Linked DNA regions of Mus musculus: regions 2, 3, 4 and 5 are each linked to region 1. Evidence: chromatin contacts called from public Hi-C, HiCAR-type and HiChIP or PLAC-seq data. All regions are on one chromosome and are shown on one strand. The core of a region is the stretch at or near the end of the contact, and the rest is flanking DNA. Distances in the headings are between cores, read along the strand shown.

Region 1 (3,264 bases), core at 42-2,541:
AAGCACTAAGAAGGTTAGATTTCAAACCAATGGAGTTTTTAACGCATAGCAATCTATTGAAATAACTAATCCTTTAAAATCCTGTTCTTTTCTCTGTGGGACATTGACCCCTCCCCAAGTACTTGATCCACCTGCTGGTCATAAAGCCAAGGTCATGAAAGGGCAACAAACAGAATCAATCTCTCTCTCTCTCTCTCTCTCTCTCTCTCTCTCTCTCTCTCTCACACACACACACACACACACACACACACACACCTCACACTCAGTCACACTTTGACTCATGGAAGAGTGTTGAGGCTGTGATTTCTGATCTAGCCTTCTTTCACGGGGCAGAAATCCCTGCACCAAGATGAGGAAGGGTGCTGTCAGGTTACTGTAGCCTCCAGTGAGAAATGCTGTACTGTTTGCTGTTTGGGTTTTTTGCCCCTAATGTGTTGAGTCCTAAGTCCGTGCTAGCTTCAGGACCACACCACTGGATAATTAGATTGTTTTCCCAGAGCAGCTTTCCCGGAGGCTGGGGATTTGACAGCCCAGAGGCTTTAGGTGCCTGAAGGAAAGAGGCTGGCTGCCCCCTCGGTGTCTTACTCACATTTCTACTTTCGACAGTTGCAAAGCCCACACCCCAAGGGGCCTCAGCTTGCAACATTGCCTCTAAACCTAACCAACTTGCTGAAACTTTTTGCAATTTCTCAAACTCCGGAGAGTTCTTTTCCCTCCCACCCTGGGGGGCGCCAAAGGTCTGCGGCAGCCGGGGTAAGGACCATGTAGTGCAGCCAGCAGGGAATCTCAGGGAAAGAAAGGGGTAGCCCTGTGTGCGTGCTTCTCTCCTGAGGGTGGTGGAAATCCTTGCTACTGAGCCCCATCCTTACAGTGAAGCCCCCAAGCCCTTCTTTCCTCATAGCACACCACGAATTGGGTCCAAAATCCCTGCCAGTCTCAGCCTATAGTGCTCTCCAGCGGGACCCCTGCAGCTGTTGCCACCGGAGTTTATCAACCCTGGGTTCAGCTGGAGAATCCAGGGACCGTGGGAATCCGGCCGTGGGAATGCAGCCACGGGGTTTTTACCTCGGCATCCTGAGCCACTGAGTGGTTGTGTCCGGAGCAGAAGAGCGCTGAGCCCGGTGTTCCATGGCGCAACCAGCCCTGCGCAGCCGCAACCTCGGGTTCCACCTCTCTTTCCTCCCTAGGACACTTCTGAGCACTGGATCACCCGCAGGACCTATTGTGTCCTGAACTCCAGAGCACCTAGAGATGCTCCCAGCCTCTGCAGGGTGGAGGGCTGGGTGACCTCCGCCCCTTCCTCGTCTCTCTCCTCTCCGCCCACTTTCTCTGCCCGCACAGGGTGAGGCTGCTGCACGGTCCTCTGATGCTTTGGCCACCGAGCAGCAGAAGACAACGCTTTTAGCCACCAGGCAACTACGGAAAGTTTTGCTTTAAACTCGTTTCCAAATGAAAGAGGTCATTTCCGAAGCTTCAAGACAGAAACAAGGAAAACCAAGGCATGTTTAGAGCCTGGTGTGTGGGATTGTCGGGTACAGCTTATGGGGAATGAATTAATTCCAGGTCCAACCAAAAAGGGACGCGGAAATCTGGGTAAAGGTCTGCCAGTTTGAAAGAGAACTTCTAGCAGATATCCACAGGGAGTGAATTAGAAGTTCTGGGCAACTGCTGTAAGAGGAACAGCCTTAGGCTCCACTGTCACTGGAGTGCAAGCCGGGTAAGAGTATAAAGGGAAGTGAGAGCTGCGTTCTTAAGCACCTGCTGGCCTGGGATTCGAGACCTTTTGGGAGCTTCGAAGTCCTTGAGAGAATTTCTAGTGACATCCACAACAAAGGATATACACCTTATAGATTTTGTAAAATGTACTTTGTGTTCAAGTAAAGGCGCGCTCATTTTTCATTAAGAACTGTTATTTGAGCTTGTTAAACGTATAGTGCTGTGTGAACTTGTACAATGTGAGTTCTTTTCACTATGATTGTTTTTTAGCTAATAACATCCACACCTCTGAATATGTCATTTCCAGCGCAGCACTTGTGTGCCCCTATTACCTCGATTTCCCTTCTGGCCCTAGCAAAAGGTTGTCACTAGCTGTGTAAAGAGTTCTGGAATCTGCTTCTCCATTCCAGAGCCAGAAGGTGCTTCCAAATTCCTGAAGATCGAAAGGGCTCATAAAGTGCAAAGGCAAGATAAAATAAATTAGCCATTAACTGTAGAAAAGTCCGGCTGCACACTCTCCCCCTGTGGTGGAGACAGAGCAGTTTTAATTGATATTATCATAGCGTGTTTAAACTGTGACTTGGGTATGGTCAGAGAGGTCAATGTTTTGATTAGTTGGAAAATGCTGTGTCCCGGGATGGCCAGTATCCAAAGAACAACCCTGTCACAAGCCACACTGAAAATGTGACACGGAGTGCCACTCTTTCCTTTAATGATTAACAGTCCTTGGTTGCAGCTCAGTGTGTTGATGGTTTTCCTTGTGTTTCTCTCGTGGAAATGGCCCTCTATGGGGGGGGGGGGGGTCTTCTCTGTCATTCCCCTGTTCTCACCAAATCTTTGAAGTAGTGAATTCTAGAGCCAGATTTCGATTTGGGAATCTCTGCAGCTTGGAGACAGGGGCATCTCACACCAGTGCTGTGGAACTGGGTGGGAAGGAACCAGCCTGCTCATTCAATGTCAAATTGTAGCACTCAATAAAACCAAGGCAATTGTGATTTCTTTTCCAAAGCACTACCGGAATTGCATCATTTCTTCAATCTATTCTGCATCTGTTATTGGAATTCCCTCTTTAGAACCCCATTCCTTAACCAACACATAGTTCAGACAAACTAGACATATTAATATTAGCAGGGCAAGGTGCTCTCAAAAAGTGAACAATGAACAACTTTTAATGTTGCTCCCAGGCCTATGTGCCACCCTAATCTGACTCCCAGTTCCTAGTCCCCAAAGACAGTGCTACAAAACGGGTTAATCCACAGAAAGAAAAGCCGTCAGGCAAAAACAGAAGAGCTGAAGATGAGAGGCTGACCAGCCTTTTTAAAATATATCTCATTTTGGTTTTATTGCTGCATGTGTGAAGTTGATACGCCTATAGAGCCACTTGTAGACACATCCATTCACCAGATTCAGTGAGAATTAGCCCTCTGCCTTCTAGGAGACAGATATAAATGCTCTGTGAGCAACCATGAATTGCTGTATTGTGTGGTCCCTGCCAAGAGATGAGCGTGCTTCTGCAGTAGGCATGTGATGGGGTTCCCAAACCAGCAT
Region 2 (3,215 bases), core at 506-3,005, 140 kb after region 1:
TATAATCTTCCTTGATCATGGTGTCTCTTCACATCAATAGAACAATAACTCAGACAGTTTATGATGAAGGCAAGTCAAGGGAAAGCAGAGACCTTTTGTTACTAATGGAGGCTGCTGTGCCACGTATGCATCCTTGTAAGCTGTTTGTGGAAATGTCACATCTTAGATGGATTACTCTGTGTCATTTAAAGTCACCAAGGTCAAATCGACAAAAGTTGACAGCTACAGAAACAAGCCAAGGAGGAGGAAGTTAGGCCTTGAGGACACTGTTCAGTTTCCCATTATTATGACTTTAAAATACGATATCGTTGCTTTCCACAAGCACCTGGCCACATCAACCATACTCTACCATACATCTACCATACATCTACCATACTCAACCATACATCTACCAGGGCATCCTCATGAGGAGACTAAGAACCTGTCACCGCATGAGCTCAGGAAGACCCCAGCCAATGCCACATTAGTTTTACTGGTACTTTCTTCTCTTCCCTAGGCATTCTAAGGTTCTTGTTCTGTTTCATTTTGTCTTTCCTTTTCTCCCTGTGATTTGTCACTGTTTTAAGTGAGGATAGCAATGATAATAGTGGAGGGTAAACAAAAAGACCATTAACCATTTATCTGTATACTTGATACTTTCCTGGAGTCGAATGAAAGGCCATAAACAGCACTTCTCTTAGGTGATGCATATAGCACTTGCATAAGAATTACCTCGACCGCTTATTAAAAAGTGCATCCAAAGGGTTGTGCCAGGCCTGCTGATCAACGTTCAGACTCTAGAATCTGCACATTTGTTCTACTTCACAGAGTATCCATTGCACAATAAAGTTTGAAACTACAGCAAAATGCATATGAAATATTCTCAACCACACCTTTTTCCGACCTCCAAACCATCCATCTGACCAACAGACATAGTTCTTGTGCATCAGAGATCGTGTGTCATCATCAATACACTGTTTAAAACACCTTTGCTAAGCAATGTATCCATCATCAGATCAGATGCTGATTTATAAAACAAAAGGATCATAGCAGATATAACAGATACCAGCAAATATTTACTGATTGAACAAATAAACAAACCAAAGAAATGCTCAGTCTTATGAAGGAGACCCTTTTAAGCATGCTGTTCTCTTCTATAGGGAAGCTCATATAGTAGGAATCTTCTGGCCAGTGGTTCAATTTGACACATTCCTCAAGTACTTACCACATAACCATCTACTTTCTTCTCCAAGGACTTCTACATATACAGCCACTGGTGTGGTCAGTGATTTCCTAGTTGAACTATAAGCATAGTGAAGTATATGCTCTATTTCCTCAAAGGAAATTCACAGTAGATAAAATCTTTAATATCTCACAGAATGGTGCTCCCTTGCTGACTCTGTTGGGAGTTGAAGCCAGTGCTTTCCACAAGATTTTCTGAAGCACTCCTCTCTGCAACAAGTGATGTCTTCTCAGAGAAGGACCAATTAGTCTCCATCACTGAGCATTTTCAATATAACAGGGACCATGTTCCTAAAAAGACATGATGCTGAATAAGATGGTACAGCATACCCAAGTTTCCAGAGAACCCATCGGCTATCAGATCACCATGTTTGATATGAACAAGGGATCTCTCCCCCAAGAATGAATGAATTCTAAGACTATTACTGGAATGAAAAACAATCCATCTACTGAGCAGAAGAGGAAAGCAGGCTTTAGCTGACCTGAGCTTCAGAGTCAGACATAATGGCTGTCAGATGGTCTGACAAGCCGCACACGTGAGTCACTTAGACTCAGCCTCCTGAGTCATTCTTACTGTAACAAGTTGTTCTAGAATGTCATACTTCATAGTTTACTTGAGACTTGTAATGATACTACTGCTCTTGGTTAAAATGTTCAAAGGCTCAGTATTCTAGTCCAAGTATCGCTAAAAAAATTTAGTCCTTGGAACAAACTATTTAATCAGGTTTTTATCAGGCTGCAGTTTAGTCTAAGTCATCCCTAACTCATTTGTTTGTTTGTTTTTGTTTCCTCCCCATTTCCTACTTAAAACATATACAAATATTCCTCTCAGTTTCTTCTTTTGTTTCTTATGTCCCGGGTTTAACTCTCCACATCTGGAGTTTCAACAGATACCCCTCTGAAAGGACTCTTTCTTTGACATCACTCATCCTCTCTCTCTAGAGACTGCTGTGGTTGCTGCAGAAGGAGCTTGAGCCAGTAGAAACCTGAGCTTGAACTGGCTAGTGTATGGGGATGTGGCCTTGGAAAGGCAAAACCAGAGACATGTTTAGACAGTTGAAGCTCAGAGTCAAGGAAGTCACAAGTAGACATCAGTAAGAGCCAGGGAGAACTGGCAGACAGTTTACTCAGTGAGCCAGCTGGTCAGCACTGGAGTCAGGATGGAGGATTAGGGATAAATTCTGAAAAGTGTAATTCCTCACTTCCCTTTTCTTTCCCTTGCCTCATGAACAGTGTAGTTCTACAGACATGAGTAGAAGTGTAACTGTAGAATTAATACTGAAAGCAGCAGCCATAGAGACCTGGAGAAGGTCAGGAAAGACCCCTGTGAGCTGCAGCTTAGAGTTCTTTCTCTCCTGCCTTGCGTGGCGGTGGGGGGCGGGGGGGTGTTGTGCTGACAGGGGAGTGGGAGTTGGTTACAAGTTTGGAACTAGACATCTTTCTCTTCCTTGACTGTCATTCCAGGTCTCTGAGCCTTACAAGGTCCCACTCACTAATTTTCAGAACTCTTCCACATTAACTAAACCCCCAATGCAGCTGCATGCCTGTTACCCTGGCTCCTCTTTGTGAGGGAAGAGGAGGGACATGGTGAGCTACAATCCTCAGTCACCCTGCAGCTCCCAGAAAGCAGCTTTCTTTTCTACACTTTCAAAACTTTTTATTGATTCTTTATGAACTTCACATCATGAACCCTAATCCCGTTCATCTTCTCCTCTCTTCATATCTGCCCTGGCACCTTCCCCCTCAAAAGAAAAAAAAATCAAAATTAAAATTAAATTTTTAAAAATTTTGTTATGGAAGCTGCAGTGTGTCACAGTGTGTCACAGGGTACACCCTTTTGTTCAAACACCTTTACATGCAAATTTTCATTGCAATGAGTGATTAGTCTGGTTTGTGGTCCCTGGCTTCTGCTACATTATCAATACTGGACTCTCATCAGGACTTCTCTCAGATATCCTGTTGATGCCCTGTTTTTGGAGATCCTGAAGCTTTGG
Region 3 (3,111 bases), core at 61-2,560, 230 kb after region 1:
TATCTCTTCCACCCCATCTCCCCTTTCCCTTAGACTCATAGCTGCTTCACCTCCCCTCAGAAAAGAGCAGGTCTCCCAGGGACATCAACCAAACAGGGCATAAAACACGCTACAGTAAGACCAGGCGCATATTCTCACATCGAGGCTGGATGAGGCAACTCAGTAGGTGGAAAGAGGCCCCAGTGGCAGGCACAAAAGTCGGAGACAAACGCATCTCCCTCTATTAAAAATCCTACAAGAATACCAGCTACATGATCATAACATATACGCAGAAGACTGCCTGTCTGTGTACTAGATGCTGTCTGCGGAGATCTGTGGGGCTCTGGCCCCTCCAGAGCAGCCAAAGAGTTGTATTTTCCAAAGGGGAAGAGGAGTCAGTCTTACACTGCAGGACACTGTGCTGGTAGGTGAGGGTTGGAAGTGGGGAGATATCAGATGTAGGCCAGCTGTCTGCTGGGTCTTTTCAGCAGCTGCTACTCCAGAGGAGCCCGCTGAGAAGTTGAAAAGGCTCCAGGGGAGAGTATCTCTTGCCCAAAGTGTTACAGCTCTATACAGCAGACACTCAGACAGTCCTTGACAAAATAACGAGTACTTTATTCCTGTCGACAGGGTCTTATATACACTTTGGGGTGGATTGGGGTCTAAGAGCAGATGCTTTCTGTTGGCTTACCCCGAGATGTTAAGGATGCCTCATCTGCCTGTGCATGGTCACCGTCCTCTCCGTGGGGTGTCACAGTCATGTGTTCTAGCACAGAAATCTGGTCCAGAGTAGATGAAACACCTACCATATGCAGGTATGAGGGTCCCGGGGTTTCTGAATCCACTCGACCTTACCAAGTTGTCTGGCATGGTCCGCTGCACCACAGAGGACTTAGGTCAGACCCATACAGGCAGGAGCCCTGATCTCTGTGAGCCCGCTTGAGTCCTGGAAGATTGGTGTCCCACATGACTTCTAAAGTGGTGCTTCATGTACGCTGAAATATAAACAAAGTCCTCCATCTACATTGACCAATGTAGCGCCTACGGGTGTGTTCAGTTCACCGCTCATGCGCAAAATCCTCTTCTTCACAGGGAATGGTGCTAATACTTTAGATTGTGAAAACCAGGTTAGCTACCTTTCTTATGTGCCTATGTGTTGTGTATTAGATTCTTATGTATCTTACCAGCACACCTACCCGATTGGTTAAAAACAAAAAACAAAACCACATGAAACCATTGTCTCGTCCCTTTTGTCCAGATCGTCACTATCTCCTGAGATTTCGCTCCTCAGCATCTCTCAAAGCCACTCACGCCTGTCTCCATTTCAACCATATCGCCATCTTCTGGTTGTAGAAAGCTGCAATAATCGCCCCTCACAGTGGCCCTGCTCCCACTGTCGCTCCCTCAGTCCGTTCTGCAAAGCCAGGTGTTCTTTCTAGACTCTGTAGCTCTCCGTTCACCCTTGCTGAGCTCCGACAAGCCAGGGGCTGCTTGCCCCTCCCAAAACTGGTACTTCCCGAGGCTGTGTGTTCACATTCTCCCTCGCCTCTTGATGTAGCTGCTCCTTTGCTTCAGCCATTCACTATCTCTTCTTAACCTGGACTTAAAAGAAGACCCATCCCCCACGGGAACAGGCAGAGCTGCAGATCAGACCTTCCCAAAGAAGGGATGTCTTCCCCTAAAAGCCATTTTAGCGGGCAGCCCAGAGAGCTCAGACTCTGCAGGCAGACTGTAGTAGAGGCAGAGACCTGCCCCGAAACTCAACAAGTTATTTCTTGTGCCCTAAGAGGTCTGGATGAGGGCACAGATGCCACAGGGGCAGCACCTCCCCACAGAAATGAGGAGGGTGTCAGAGAAATGGGGGCTCACCCTCCCGGTGTCAGCAAGGCCGAGCGAATCTCCCTTCACGTACACTACTGTAGCTGGCCCGGTGTTCCCTTAAACAAGTTTCTAGAAGTGGGACAGAGTCGGAGCAAAGGGCAGCTCTGAGCCTTTTCATCCACGTTATCAATCAGCAGACAGCGCACAGATCTCCGTTCCCTACAGCAGTGGAGGAGGGCAGCCATTCCTTCACACTGGGCTGGGCTGACCGGGTTAGATGATGCCTCCTTATTGGTTCAGTTGGAATTCTGTACCATTGAGGTCAACGCGCTTTCCACATGGTGTGCCCACTCATACACTCCCTGGCTAGTTTTCTTTCTTCTTTTCTAACTCCTTTGATAATCACCCTAGCCCATTTTTCTAATGAGATTTTTCATCTATTCTTACTCGTTTATAAAATGCAAAAAAATACTTAAGCCATCCTCCTTCACCTCAGAATTATGGCACACAGGGCAGGAGTCAGACTCACAAGCTTAATGGCATGCATGATGCTAAAAGCAATTATTTCCATATTTATCCAAGCTTGTACTTAAAGCAAAAAAAGAAAAAAAAGAAAAAGAAAAAAAGAAAGAAAGAAAGAAAGAACTTCCTTGAAAAAAAGACAGAATTTTAGAGGGGGTCAGTGTGAACAGACCATGGAAATGTTAGCCTTAACATCTATTAGTACTAAATTTTAATCTTAATTTTTAAAAATTGAATGATTATTAATACAGAAATATGAAATTTTGTTACAGATATACTTTATTTAAGACATGTTGAAGGCATGGAGATCTGAAACTCATGAGAAAAAAAATCTGATCGTAATCTCTTGCCTTCTCTATCAAATGGAGCCACCATCAGAGAGAACTGGAGATAACTTTACCAAGCAAAGTAAGCCAGACCCAGACAGACAAGTGCTGTCCACTGTGGGATATAGTGAGAGCCCTCCACAGTCTCATGAATCAATTTTCACAATAAAATGCCCTGATATATCTGTGTATGTCTGTATATAACCTATTTGTTCTGTTTCTATGGAGAACCTGGGTAATATTGGGTTCATTTGTGGGGGAGACTAGGTAGTTAGCAATAGGATTTATATGATATCATCAAGACTGGGGAATTTGGGCGCTCTTCCAGGGGAAAGGGAGAAATGGAGAATGAGCATATTCTAGCCATGAGGAGAGGCAGGATAGGACACAACACAAAGAATATGTAGTCCAATTTGGCAGAAATATCATTAAAGGGAGATGCAAAGTGGAGGGAGACTGCAGT
Region 4 (3,189 bases), core at 407-2,906, 200 kb after region 1:
CAGCCTAAAATGGGACAACATTCCTCCAAGGCTCAGAAATATTGTGACAGGTTGGGAAGAAAGCCTCTGTAAGGCCCAGAGAACGAGCTGGAGTGGTGTCTCCCAAGCAAGGCATGGCCAGTGCCCTCTTGAACTCTCGACAGCTATGATTATCTGCACAAGGCTTACACAAGATTGCACCCATAAACATTCCATCGTGGAGGCGCTAAGCACTCATTAGGTTTTATCCCTCCTTGAGTTACAGTTGTTGGGAGAGAAAGAGGTATTTTCTTAGCCCAAATTCCTATAAATGACCGTTCACCTCTGCTCTTGTGAACAGCCCAAGTTAGACTCATTGGATCACACATACCAAAAAAAAAAAAAAAAAAAAAGTTTAGAGGTGACGCCTTCATGAAAGTCTCTTTGAGTCTTCTCCCAGGTGCGTAGACTGATCCCCCTTACCTTCTCGTTGTGAGTACCACGTGATCTGACCCCCCCCCCTTTCAGATAACAGTTCAAGAGGGCAGCAGATTTGCCTGCTGGCTCCATGGCATCCCTGGGGTTCTGAAGAGTGTCAACGAGTTGAGCAGATGAGGCTTACACGTTCTAGAGATGGACAGGCAGACAGCCAGCGTGGAAGATCCTGTCTAGAACTCCAAGCTTCTCCGATGGGTGGCACTGCCTCTCTCTCCATTCTTTTCCTCCCCATCGCGCTGCTCTCAAAACCCCAGGAACCTTTAACCACTTGTTGCTCAACCGTACCTTTGTTTCCCTATCTTTGTTTTCTGATTCTCAAAATACAGTTTCCCTACATAGCCCTTTCTGTCCTGGTGCTCACTCTGTAGCGAAGCTGGCCTTGAATGCACAGACAGCATCTGTCGCTGTCTCCTAAGTACTGTCCTTATGCTTTTGATCAAGTTATCCCTTAGTCTTCCGAAACTCTGTCACAGCGCATCATTTCTTCCATTCCCGTCTCACTGCCACTCCTAGAAAAGTCATTCTGTGTCAGATCAGACATCTCCTTTTAAAAGGCTGCTGCATCCCCCATGACTCCAGCAAACCCTCAGGGGTGTGTATGTCCACCTCTGCCCTTTCCATATTGTAAACCAGTCTCTGTCTCCACTGTTTTAATACACTACACTATGAACTCCTTGAGAATGTGAGCCATTTGTCCCCTCCTCCTCCTCCTTCCCCCTCGTCTTCCTCCTTCTCCTCCTCCTCCTCCTCCTCCTTCCCCCTCCTTCTCCTTCTCCTCCTTTCCTCTTCCTCCTCCCCCATCCTCCTCCTCTCCCTCCCCCCTCCTCCTCATCTCCCTCCTCTCCTCCCCCTCCTTCTCCCATCCTCCTCCTTTGTTATGATCTCAGGCAGCCCAGGCTTGGCTAATTTCACTCTGTAACTGAAGATGCGCTTTGGTGCTAGTAATACAAGATTGCACAACCACACGCACTTTATAAGGTGCTAGGAATCGAGGTCTAATCCGTATGTCAGGTCATAGCCATGCGTTTGTTGGCCTGGTCTAGAAGTTCAAGTTCATCTGTTGACACTCTAAACCAGGTAGAAAAGCAGCTCACGGTCCCAAGCTTCTTTGACAATATCATTGGACAGACAAGCTCATAAGCAGGTCAGGACAAGGGACCAGGAAGCAAAGTGACCAGAGAACATGGGAGGAAGCTTAAGTGGTGGGAAATTCCACCCATCAATGAATCAGTCATGGTGGCTTCTGGGTGAGTAAACCCTCAGATGCTTTATTGAGCCCAAAAGTCATTTTGAAACGTCAGTACTCTCTAGAAAAGCTATCATTAAACTCTCTTGAGAGCTTCAAGTCATTTTTTTTTTTAGTGCCTCCGGGTTCTGGTTTTCTTCTGCTGCTTTAATGCACAACTACAAAGCTGTGGCTGCAAACAGCACTGCTGTGTTATCTTGCAGTGCTGGAGAAATCCAAAACAGGGTGATGCTAACATCAAGGTTTCAGCAGGCTTGTATGGATTCTAAAGGCTTACTTAGGATCTGCCCTTGCTTCTCCAGTCTCCAGAGGCCTCCAAGATGCAGAGCTCCTGTCTGCTCCTAGCAAAGGCAGCACATTACCGGAACCTCCTGTGACTCACTCTCAGCCTCCACCTCTGTCCTAGAGAAACCATCTGGTTAGACTGGGGCACCCAAATACTCCAAGATACCTGCCCCCCACCATAATCACATTGGCAAATCTTTTTCTAGGTGAGACAACATGTCCACAGGTTTCCTTTTTTTTTTTTTTCTTTTTCTTTTTCTTTTTCTTTTTTTTTTCTTTTTCTTTTTCTTTTTCTTTCTTAGTGACCATATGGGAATTTATTTTAACATTATTTTTTATTTTATTTTATTTTTAATTTATTTTTTACACTCCATATTCCATTTCCTGCCCCACCCACCCACCCTCCATCTGCTCCACATCCCACACCTCCTCCCCACCCCACCTGACCCTCTAAACTCCCTGGGGTCTCCAGTCTCTTGAGGGTTAGGTGCATCATCCCTGAATGAACACAGACCTTGAAATCCTCTACTGTATGTGTGTTGGGGTCCTGATATCAACTGGTGTATGCTGTCTGTTTGGTGGTCCACTGTTTGTGAGATCTCAGGGGTCCAAATTAATTGAGACTGCTGGTCCACCTACAGGGTGGCCCTTCTCCTCAGCTTCTTTCAGCCTTCCCTAATTCAACCACAGGGGTCAGCTGCTTCTGTCCATTGGTTGGGTGCAAATATCTGCCTCTGACTCTTTCCTAAATAGGGTAACATGTTCAAAGTTCCCTTGGGGTCATTATCCTGCCTATGAGAGGTCTAAGGATCTTCTCTAGGAAGGAGAAAAACACAGGACTACAGAGACGGCTCTGTTCTTCCAGAGGACAGAGTTCAATTCCCAGCGCTCACATGGCTGTTCACAGCTGTCTGCCACTCCTGTTCCAGAGCCTCCTCAGGCACCAGACATACACACGATGCGCAGATGTACATGCAGGCAAAATAATCACACAGAAAAAAATTAAACTTAAAGAAAGTTTTTTTAAAAAAACTTAGCTGTTAGTATTACAGTCAATCGTAGTAGAAACACATCTACACCTCAGAAGCTCCTGCAGGACAGGCATTGACAAAAGCGGAGGTGTACACCCAAAATAGTAAGAAACGGGAAGCTTCCACAGTGCGCTATAAGATAGCATTTTAATTGGCTTTACTCATTAACTA
Region 5 (3,075 bases), core at 103-2,602, 160 kb after region 1:
TTTTGAACTTCTATTGAGTAAAAAGTGGTGGTTGCATAAGGTCTAGTGGGCTAGAAGAGGTATTTTTTTTAAAGACTAAAACTCTCATACCACTGACCTGATGTTCAATGGAAAGAAGATGATAAGCCACCTCAGAATAGGGCAATGCAAAGAAGTGAGTGAGACAAGAGCAGATGTTAATCATAGAACAAAGACCGAAGACCAAAGAACAACTAACCAAGCCAAAAGATGGGTTTTGAAAAATCAAAATCAATATACTCTCAGATATTTTCATCAAGAAAAACAAAGAAATGTGGTGATTGATAGACTCTCATAACTAGTCCAGTATGAGACTGAAATTCTCAGTCTTAAATGGGACATCATCATCACAGTCCCCTCCTCCCAAGGCTCATCATCATGGAAGAGGGGACAGACATTTTTCTAAGAGCCAGAGGTAGTGGAGGACTGAAGAGAAGCATTGTTTTCCAGATGTGACAGAGACACAGCACGCATGACCTCACAACAATGACTGCTTGCACAGAACCTGCACAAGATGAAGCCAGAAAAAACATATCTGGATCGATGGTGGATGGACTTATAAAGTCCTACCCCTAGATGAGTAGTTATTGGCAATATAATATATATATATAATATAATATTGCTGAGAGACAGAGGGAAACAGAGGGAGACAGAGAGATAGAGACAGACACAGAGACAGAGACAGAGACAGACCATATTCTTCAGGGATGAGAGCCCTGATAGGCTTTCTTTGTTCCACTGTACCCAGAATGTAGCCCTACTGGTGGCATTCAGTGGGCTCAGTAGATTTTTAAAGAACACATAAACTTTAGAGGGAACAGTAGTGGAGGGTGGGAGGAGTTAGAGGGAAGAGAGAGGGGATTTCATGAAAATACATTGTACACATGTATAAAATTCTCCATCATTTTTTAAAAAGCAAAGGAGATGTTAACAAACAATAAAAACAGTACTCTAAAGAAAGCGGTCATCACAGCAAACCCTTCCAATACTAAGAGAATAATGAGAGAATGTGAGCAGTTTTATGGCAAAACATTCATTGCCATGTAAAACTAATTTTCCTCGGGGAGCTTGTGTCTGCTTTGTTTTGTTGTTCTGTTCTGTGTACTTTTAAGCAAAAGGGTGATGATTGTTGTTACGCTCAGTATTATGCAATGAGAGTGGCCTGACTCTGGGTCACTTCTCTGTCACTCCCAGGAAACTAAATATGACCAACAGGAGGGAAGATGAAGAATTCCAAACAGCAAATTTGCTGTTGACACCATGTGGACATGTTCGTAACGTCTGATGGGAGCTTTGCACTTGAATACTTGGGAAGAAGCAACATTGGCAGAAGGTAGTCTTCCAACAGTGTAAGCCTACTACCTCCAGACCTTTGGAAGGAGTGAAGGACTGTAGTCACCATATGGCTGTTCAGCCCAGCTAAGTTTTGTGCTGTGCTGTGACCACCCATAAGCATGACTGGATTTCTGTGCTAAAGGAACAGGTACTGACCCTCCTGAGAAAAGAGGGGAAAGGCAGAGCATAGCTTGAAAAGTTCTCTGCATCTTCTCACTAGTTCTTTCACTTGAGGCTACACACACATGCACACACACACACATACACACACCAAGTGCACATATACACACACATATGCACACCCAGTTCCAGATGTCTTGGCTTCACCCCTTCCTTTATAGCTTCTTCATATTGATTTCACCATCTTGACGGGAACCAAAAAGCAGTTTTTCTCTGGAACATCGTCTTCACACCTTTAATTATTGCTGGCCAGCATCCAAAGTACAATTCCCGGCTGTCTGCTCTCCTCCCTCACAGTCCCAGCTTCATTTTGCTTTGGGCTTATTTCCTTCAGACCAACTCTACTGTTCTCTGACTCAAGTCTATTTATTGTTTCTCAAAGAAACTCCCCGCCAAGTTTTATGGCATCCCCTACCTCTTCCAACTTCTTGTCTTAACTGAATCCTGGATGTACCCCAAGTACATAACTCCCCTGAAACCCGTGAGATGTGGGATGAAGTTCCCTACATCCATCAGGCTCAGGTGTTAGGTCAGCCCTCTTATGGAGTAATGCTTCCATCCAAAATGCTTGCTCTTCTTCCAGCAAAACAATGTATAATTAATTCTTTAGGGGGTCACACCTGCCCAATTCCTCCTCACTGCTATCAAGGGGCATCCACCCATCTCTCCAATTAACCAGAGAGACCATCAACAACTTAGTCTTTCTCCTACCATCTAGGGTGACTTTGATGTCTCTATGTGCAGCCCATTCACCATCTTGTCCTTCAAAGACTGTCTCTCAGCACCACACCACCTCAACTAGCATTCCAGTACAAATCTTCATTCATTTGGAAGATGCCACAAACCTAGAAATATAGTCTGGATTTTACATGATTGTTTTGTTTAAACCTAACAGAATTATTACAACTTAAGTGTCCTTATTACATCCATTTTCTAAATGAGAAAATGAAACTTTTAAGAGTTTATGTAATTGTTCAAGTTGGTCACAGGTTCTTAACAAAAGGGCCCAGATTTAGGGTATGGGGTATATCTAGGTGGGAAGGAAAGAGAGACTATAAAGTCAAATATAGGTGATTGGTAATCAAGTCTCCTATATTCTTTTCTCTTTAGATATGAGAAGGTGGCCATGCATTGATACAACGGTGATTTGGAGACTTCAGAATCAAACGCAGCTGGGTAAGCAGTTATGTTGGCAAATGAAGTGACTCATTTCAAAACCTTAAAACACAAATCAGTCTGCTTTAATCTCTGTTAGAAAACAAGGCAATTGTGCTAGAAATCTCAGCGCTGACACAGTTATTGCCAGAACACTTATGAAAGTTGAGCAAAGCCAGACCTGTGTCAGTGAACACAAGCAAACCAATGTGCTAAAAAAAGAAATGTCTTACAACCTTGATTCACAATTGTTACCAGCACCACACTCAAAGATTTTGTCAGTGACATCTAAATTTTCAAGACTGAGATAAGCACACAGCACGAGGTAGCATTTACCCATCCATATCTGTGTTCTCGTTGGCTTCATTTTAGGAAATCTGTAGATGT

Evidence for each region. Hi-C and Micro-C count contacts between places; a contact is called where the count stands out from the background. HiCAR-type assays count read pairs that join an accessible place to other places. HiChIP or PLAC-seq counts read pairs in DNA pulled down with a chosen protein or histone mark.
Region 2: a contact with region 1 is called in a HiCAR-type map of fibro-adipogenic progenitors, with 5 times the contacts expected there. The contact joins the enhancer-like site here to the promoter of Ptgfr in region 1. A contact is called at or near these places in 10 of 39 promoter capture datasets (the 3T3-L1 cell line, 3T3-L1-derived adipocytes, cranial neural crest and 5 more), 7 of 484 Hi-C or Micro-C datasets (the C2C12 cell line, cumulus cells, embryonic fibroblasts and 4 more), 2 of 115 datasets of contacts at active chromatin or transcription factors (the NIH/3T3 cell line and fibro-adipogenic progenitors) and 2 of 9 other capture datasets (adipose tissue and pancreatic islet).
Region 3: a Hi-C map of uterus shows a contact between it and region 1, with 6 times the contacts expected there. The contact joins the enhancer-like site here to the promoter of Ptgfr in region 1. A contact is called at or near these places in 12 of 39 promoter capture datasets (the 3T3-L1 cell line, the C10 cell line, the HPC-7 cell line and 7 more), 1 of 15 datasets of contacts at CTCF or cohesin (the NIH/3T3 cell line), 22 of 484 Hi-C or Micro-C datasets (brain, brown adipocytes, cardiomyocytes and 12 more), 11 of 115 datasets of contacts at active chromatin or transcription factors (craniofacial prominence, embryonic basal ganglia, embryonic forebrain and 7 more) and 3 of 9 other capture datasets (adipose tissue, liver and pancreatic islet).
Region 4: an H3K27ac HiChIP or PLAC-seq map of the NIH/3T3 cell line shows a contact between it and region 1, with 4 times the contacts expected there. The contact joins the enhancer-like site here to the promoter of Ptgfr in region 1. A contact is called at or near these places in 9 of 39 promoter capture datasets (the 3T3-L1 cell line, 3T3-L1-derived adipocytes, Sertoli cells and 4 more), 5 of 484 Hi-C or Micro-C datasets (cumulus cells, liver, nephron progenitors and 1 more), 6 of 115 datasets of contacts at active chromatin or transcription factors (the NIH/3T3 cell line, embryonic limb bud, fibro-adipogenic progenitors and 3 more) and 2 of 9 other capture datasets (adipose tissue and liver).
Region 5: a contact with region 1 is called in a Hi-C map of uterus, with 2.9 times the contacts expected there. The contact joins the enhancer-like site here to the promoter of Ptgfr in region 1. A contact is called at or near these places in 8 of 39 promoter capture datasets (the 3T3-L1 cell line, 3T3-L1-derived adipocytes, cranial neural crest and 3 more), 6 of 484 Hi-C or Micro-C datasets (embryonic fibroblasts, nephron progenitors and uterus), 1 of 115 datasets of contacts at active chromatin or transcription factors (fibro-adipogenic progenitors) and 2 of 9 other capture datasets (adipose tissue and liver).

Annotation. Positions count from the first base shown.
Region 1 is chr3:151,836,237-151,839,500 of GRCm38.p6, forward strand. It overlaps Ptgfr (prostaglandin F receptor), which reads right to left and starts at 1,292. Exons shown (of 3, transcript NM_008966.3): 1 at 1,066-1,292.
Region 2 is chr3:151,976,101-151,979,315 of GRCm38.p6, forward strand. No RefSeq gene overlaps it. Among named protein-coding and RNA genes, the nearest start is that of Gm31739, 11 kb to the right of the region's middle. Within about 2 kb of position 1,756, at least 41 of the 459 cell types and tissues checked have an H3K27ac peak or open chromatin away from gene starts, as enhancers often do. A contact at or near this core is called in the C2C12 cell line, the NIH/3T3 cell line, embryonic fibroblasts and 3 more, where this site is marked.
Region 3 is chr3:152,065,536-152,068,646 of GRCm38.p6, forward strand. No RefSeq gene overlaps it. Among named protein-coding and RNA genes, the nearest start is that of Gm31881, 17 kb to the right of the region's middle. Within about 2 kb of position 1,311, at least 10 of the 459 cell types and tissues checked have an H3K27ac peak or open chromatin away from gene starts, as enhancers often do. A contact at or near this core is called in muscle stem cells and uterus, where this site is marked.
Region 4 is chr3:152,031,070-152,034,258 of GRCm38.p6, forward strand. No RefSeq gene overlaps it. Among named protein-coding and RNA genes, the nearest start is that of Gm31739, 44 kb to the left of the region's middle. Within about 2 kb of position 1,657, at least 14 of the 459 cell types and tissues checked have an H3K27ac peak or open chromatin away from gene starts, as enhancers often do. A contact at or near this core is called in the NIH/3T3 cell line and uterus, where this site is marked.
Region 5 is chr3:151,996,094-151,999,168 of GRCm38.p6, forward strand. No RefSeq gene overlaps it. Among named protein-coding and RNA genes, the nearest start is that of Gm31739, 9.2 kb to the left of the region's middle. Within about 2 kb of position 1,353, at least 7 of the 459 cell types and tissues checked have an H3K27ac peak or open chromatin away from gene starts, as enhancers often do. A contact at or near this core is called in fibro-adipogenic progenitors and uterus, where this site is marked.